Regions from separate parts of the Zea mays genome. Here region 2 is linked to region 1. Evidence: chromatin contacts called from public Hi-C data. All regions are on one chromosome and are shown on one strand. Each heading gives the region's core, a stretch centred on a gene start, on an enhancer-like site or on the middle of the called end of the contact. The rest is flanking DNA. Distances are from core to core; before and after follow the strand shown.

Evidence for each region. A called contact is a pair of places that touch in the nucleus more often than the background predicts.
Region 2: a contact with region 1 is called in a Hi-C map of ear, with 1.8 times the contacts expected there. The contact joins the enhancer-like site here to the promoter of LOC103654491 in region 1. A contact is called at or near these places in 4 of 25 Hi-C or Micro-C datasets (ear, root tip and tassel).

Annotation. Positions count from the first base shown.
Region 1 is chr4:205,126,025-205,129,004 of Zm-B73-REFERENCE-NAM-5.0, forward strand. LOC103654491 (Zinc finger protein WIP2) reads left to right here and starts at 1,410. Exons shown (of 2, transcript XM_008681322.4): 1 at 1,410-2,289. The coding sequence starts at 1,498.
Region 2 is chr4:205,163,825-205,166,804 of Zm-B73-REFERENCE-NAM-5.0, forward strand. No RefSeq gene overlaps it. Among protein-coding and RNA genes, the nearest start is that of LOC103654492, 21 kb to the right of the region's middle. Within about 2 kb of position 1,562, at least 13 of the 20 cell types and tissues checked have an H3K27ac peak or open chromatin away from gene starts, as enhancers often do. A contact at or near this core is called in ear and tassel, where this site is marked.

The DNA.
Region 1 (2,980 bases), core at 160-2,659:
TCGAAGGCTGGGCCATCGCCCGCCTTGCTGACGCGCTGCTTCACCGGCTCGAAGGCTGGGCCATCGCCCGCCTCACCGACGCGTTGTTTCGCCGACTCGAAGGCTGGGCCATTGCCCGCCTTGCTGACACGTTGCTTTGCTGGCTCAAGGGCTAGGCCATCGTGCCTCGCCGACACGCTGCTTGTTTCTCAAGTCAACTTGAAGCACGAGGGCTTGTGGGGGATGGATACCCCTGGGTACAAATGAGGCGTATTGTCTACATGGGCCGACCGACTGACTCAGGTCCTAGGCCAACGACTGAACAAACTTGGCGCATAAGACAAGGACTCTATTGTAATCTAAACCGTCTAGGAGATACATATGGAAACTAACTTGTAACCCAAGCCACACCGGATTATATAAGGCGAGCTAGGGATCCCTCTCAAGGCAGATCTTAGGGGATCTGATCTCATACACGCCCCTCGCTCTCTCATCAAACATCCAAACCCTAGCTCTCATTGTAACCTCCATATATCAAAGCAATACAACCCACCGCAAACAGGATGTAGGGTATTACGCATCTCATGGCCCGAACATGTATAAATCGTGTGTCATGTCGCATTTCGAAGCGAACCATTGAGCTATAGTTGATGTTGCCGACTCACAAAAGCATCTCGTGGTACACCTCGCGGTGCATTGCCGGTACTAAACACCGACATTATGCGTATTGAATGCTCATGACCCTTGCAGCCTTTGGCTGAGGCCTGGCTCGGGGTTCTTCCTTGCCCGAGACAGGCGAGGCGGAAATGACGGTTCTGTGGAGAGGGTATCTCAGCCGAGATGAGGATTTCCCCGAGTATGTCCCTTGTCCGAGGGCAAGCTCGGGCGAGGCGGAGTTTTGAGTGACCGCCGAGTGGAGCCTCGAGCGAGTCATGGTTCATACTCCCTTGACCTCGGGGAATGCGTCCGATGGTAGCCTAGGGGTTAAACACGTTTAAGGGCGTAATCCATGTATCTATAGTTATGATATCCGTCCTTTTCTGTTTTTTTTATTTGTTGTGGTTTAGTTTAATAAGAAACTAGTGGGCGACAATATTCGAGAGCGGAATTAGTATGATGATCCCGACAAATATTAATTAAAATCGTTAAAATCTGGTACAATAATTTTCTTTGCACCATGCAAGGAAAGGAACTGTCCCTTAATTTCGAACAGAATGCACAATCACTGGCCACACCCTGGCCTGACTAGTATATAGTATATACTCTGGATTGCAAATTTGCAACTTCTTTTAGCTCATTATGGCTCCCCTGCTAGAATACAACCGTCAGGAGAACAAGGCCTCTGCTACCCCCACATAATTTACCCGTGCTCTCTTCTGTCTCCCTCTCTCGCACTATAACTACCCCTTGCCAACCACGGCACCCTCGCCCCAAAGCAAGCAGTAGCCAAGAACAGAAGCAAAGCTTCGTCCGGGGAGAACGTACTAGTCACCCACAGCAAGAAACCACCCCCCATCCATGGAAGACCCCTACACGAGCTTCTTCAAGAGCAGCTACTACTACTACGGCTCCTCCTACCCCGCTGCCCCAGCTCCCCACCATCTCCCACCGTACACCACCCTCTACCCGGCGGCGGCGTCTCATCAGTACCCTGCGTGCTTCTTCCAGCCGCCGCCGCTGCCGCTGCATGAGCATGACAGCCCGCCCTCGCCGCCGCTACGGGAGGCGCTGCCCCTCCTGTCGCAGTCGCCTACGCGCGCCGCCTCCCGGGCCCGGCGGCCGCGCCCGCACGTGGCGGTGGACTCCGACTCCGAAGACGGCGCCGATGACTTCCTACGCGAGGGCGCCGTCGGCAGCTCCGTGGCCCCCTCGACCACTACGACGCGTGCGCCGCTCTTCGCCGACCTCAACTGCATGCCCTCCTGCTGCGACGACGACCCGATGGACCTGGAGGCGGCCGCCGCGGCGCCCACGGACGACGACGCCGACGACGCCGCGGTCGCGCTGCGCATCGGCCTGCCCCCGGCTCCCGTCAACGGCTGCGGTGGCGCGGGGTCTGACCTCCGGTCCGGGCTCTCCGGCAGGGGGGCCTGCGGCGGAATGGAGGCCGAGGAGGACGAGGACGAGTGCAACAAGGTGGGCGACGGCGACGGCGACGAGGTGGTGCCGCTAGGGTTCGCGTCCACGCCCATCGGGAGGCTCAACAAGGGGCAGTACTGGATCCCGACTCCGGCGCAGATCCTCATCGGGCCTACGCAATTCTCGTGCCCCGTCTGCTACAAGACCTTCAACCGATACAACAACATGCAGGTCAGAGTCAAATCAGTTGCCATATGGTCATGCTCGCTCACCCATACCATACATATATATATACCCATTTTTTTTTCTTCTTCTTGCCTTGCTGTTGCTGGCTTGCTGCTAGCTTTCTATCTTCTTCTTCTTGAGTTGCTACGGCAGGCTCGCTAGCTTTGGAGCTAGTTGCATGCCATGTCAAGCCCAGATCCATGCTGATGCACTGTGGATACCTTTTGCGTGATTGAACTAGACTGGCGCATGCCAGGCGCAGCCGCGCAGGCAGCCATGCATGCAACCATGCGTCTTTAAGCTTTCCTTCTTTTGAAGATTCATTCATATGTCTGGTAGCTAGTGTGGGACGAGCAGTGGAGATCTCAGGGAAGATTTCACCTTTGCTCGATCCTCTCTCTATCTCACCTCTGACTGATCGATCCATCATGCACCTGTTTTTTTTTCTTAATTTTCTTTTTGGGGTAGTGGTAGTAGTACATATATACATCTGTTTACTTTCTAGCTATAGCCATGGTTAATGTGTGAGATTTGAGCACAGATCCACAGCAGGTTGTTTCAGCAGGGCAGGCTTTCATGCACGGTTTGGAAAGCATAAGATTGTGTGGCATCATGGCCCTGGCCTATGCATGGCAGTCTCTCCTCCTGCACTGCACTGCATGCACCCCTCCCAAGAACACAAAGAGATCTGCAGTGT
Region 2 (2,980 bases), core at 312-2,811, 38 kb after region 1:
GTGCCGGCGTCAAAGCCATGATGATATCCTTGAGACCTTGAGCCGGCAGATGCCTCGAAGTTAGCTGTGCGACGTACGTGCATGGTGCAAGCACGCCGAAATGCGCGCGGATGCACCACCAGGTCTGCTGCATGCGCGCGTGCGTGCGTGCGGTAGATTATTGTATGTAATTAGAAGACCGATGGGGTTATTAATTGTTATTTTAAGTCGCTAACAGCATCTGGGAGCTGGGACTGGTTGAGGCCGGGAGAAGCACAGGACTACACGAGGGAATAAATAAATAAGGGACGTGCTGTCTCTGTCTGTCCCTCTAGCTAGCTATAGCCCAGGAACCAACAGCTCTCTTCTCTCCCCTTCTCTTCTCTAGTGTCCGTCTCGCCGGCCGGTAGTGTCGAAGCTGAGGTAGATAACGAGTCAGCTCGGCTCGTCCGAGTTCGAGTTCACTCGTTAAGCTAACGAGGCAGCTCGGCTCGTTAAGGTAACGAGCCAAAGAGTCAGCTCGGCTCGACTCGTTTACGAGTTCGAGCTGACTCGTTTAGCTCGTGAGCCAGAACAGAAAAAATAATATGTACATAATAATTATTTTTAGTTAATTTCAAATTATTTTAACAATAGAAAATAGTAATTATAATCATAGTTTCACAAACCACGTCAATGTAACACCAAATTAGCATAATTCATCACTCATTAATTCACAATTCACATACATGTTCATCAGTTTAACCCATAATTATATTTACATAGACCAAATTAACACATAGACATAGTTCATTAATTATTAGTTTAATTCATAGGCCATATACACCTCACATATATATAACATGTTCATCAATTATTCTGTAAATGATATGCATATAGTTTCGTTTTGCTAGAATATGGTAGTTCGTTTAGCTCGCGAGCTGGCTCGTTAACGAATCGAGCTAGGATGTCAGCTCAGCTCGTGAAAAAATTCAAACCAGCCGAGCCAAGCTAACCATGAACCGAGCGAGCTACGAGCATTTCGTCCGGTCCTAGTCGAAGATACCCAGATGCACTTTTCAGACACCTACCCGGATCTATCTATGTAGCACCTAACCCCCAGCCCAGGTGGTTAATGAATGCAAGCAGCACCATGCAGCTTGCATTGCATTGCATGCGAACCTAGTGCGCAGCTAAACCCTAGCGCGCAGCTGATTAAACGGATCGAGTACGTTGCTGCGCTTAGCACAGTGGCTGACTAATGATGAATGGATAGGATGAGTGAGTGAATGCAAGCACGCACTACTGCTCCGCTGGATCGACGGCGATGGTGGGCAGGAGTGGTGATGGGTCGGAATGCACCCATGCATATGGCCGGATCATGAGTCGATGACGACGACGACGACGGAACACGCATGCCGCCAGTGTACGTGCACGGCGCTTCACCGTATCGGCTGGCATGCATGCATGCATGCATCGGCATAGCAGGATGATGGCTCGGTCGGTATCACGCACGCACGCACGGTATGGGGGTAACGGGAGGGGGGCGGGGGCGGGGGCGGTGGAGTAAATGCACGTACGTCTCGACAAAGAGGGTGGTAGCAACGCACTGGCTGTACTGGAACAGTGACAGTCCAGTAGCTGCCGCAGCTAGCTTAGCTATGGAAGGAAGGCAGGCCAGGGGGCACAGGGAGGGCACTGCACCTGCATCTCCATCTGCATAGAGAACGAGCGAGCGACAGATCGGAGCGAGCGAGACCGGCGCGCGCGCAGGGGGAGTCAGGGACGACGGATGCATGCATGGGTGAGAAAGACGGATCGGAGCCGGACTTTGCCTAAGGTTAGTCGTTCAAATTTAATAACTAACCTTGGGCAGAAAAGTTAGGTAAAGTGTGGCAACTTAGGTAGTGAACCAAACAGGCCTTAAATGCCGCCACTTGCCCCGCCTGTCGCCATCGGCCAGACTGATCGAGCGAGGTAGCCGGGGAGCGCGCGCGCGGCTGGAGATCTGCTCGTCGCGTGGGCGTCCCATCCGTGGTGGCACTGCCACTGCATGCCGCTGCCACTGGCATAGTGGCATGGTAGATTGCGCCAACACATGCACTATACAATACAGGCGGGGCGCTGGCCGTCAGGTCAGGTACGTCGTCGCCGCTGTAGAGCGACAAGAACGAAGCGAAGGGAACTACTACTCCTCCAGCTGTGGGTGTGGCATGCGAATTTATGGCCACACACGCGCCGGGTACATACCGGCAGGCCGGCGAGTAGACGATCCATCCATGGCGTGCATGCGCGCAGATCGGCGACGACGAGCTCTGGCAGAGCAAGCAAAGCCTCCTGCTGCGGCTGCAAGGATAGGATTCGCTCGGGCGCGCGAAGGTCTCGTCGTCCGGGCAGGGAGACGGATCGGGAGAGGAAAGCTGACAGGAACCAGCTCAGCTCCATCGGAGTGGCGTGCGTGAGAGAGCAAGCTAGCGTGTGTGCGCTGCAGGCCGGGTAGGCAGGCACCACCACTGCTGACTGTTCCCGGCCGCTGGTGGCCGGGCGGCTGGCCGGCTGCTTCAATTCCGATCCCTGCCTGGCCGGACCCCCATCCAGATCGCATCGCAGATTTGGGGCTGCCGCAGTGGCAGCAGCATATGGGATGCTCTAAGCTTCTAACTGCATAGTTCTGGTTCACTGATACGAGTAGCAGATCTTAGGACCACCATGCCATGCCGCCGGCTAGCTTCTTCCTGCCTCGCTCGTTTTTTATTCTACGCTAATAAATGCATATAATGCTCGCTCATCATCGCAGGACACGGACTACTGTGAGGGAACAGTTTGGAGTGTCGCGTATGCAGCAGCTCCACCGCAGGAATTATAGTTCATCCGTTTATTATGCTGTTTGCAGCGGCCGGGTTCAGGAAATTTTTGCGCCAGCATGGTCAAGATCTTCTACCTTAATTATATATGACCATATATAACCTTATCTTTTTATATAAAAAACTCAAACTGCGGGTGTAAGATAGTCCCCGGACCC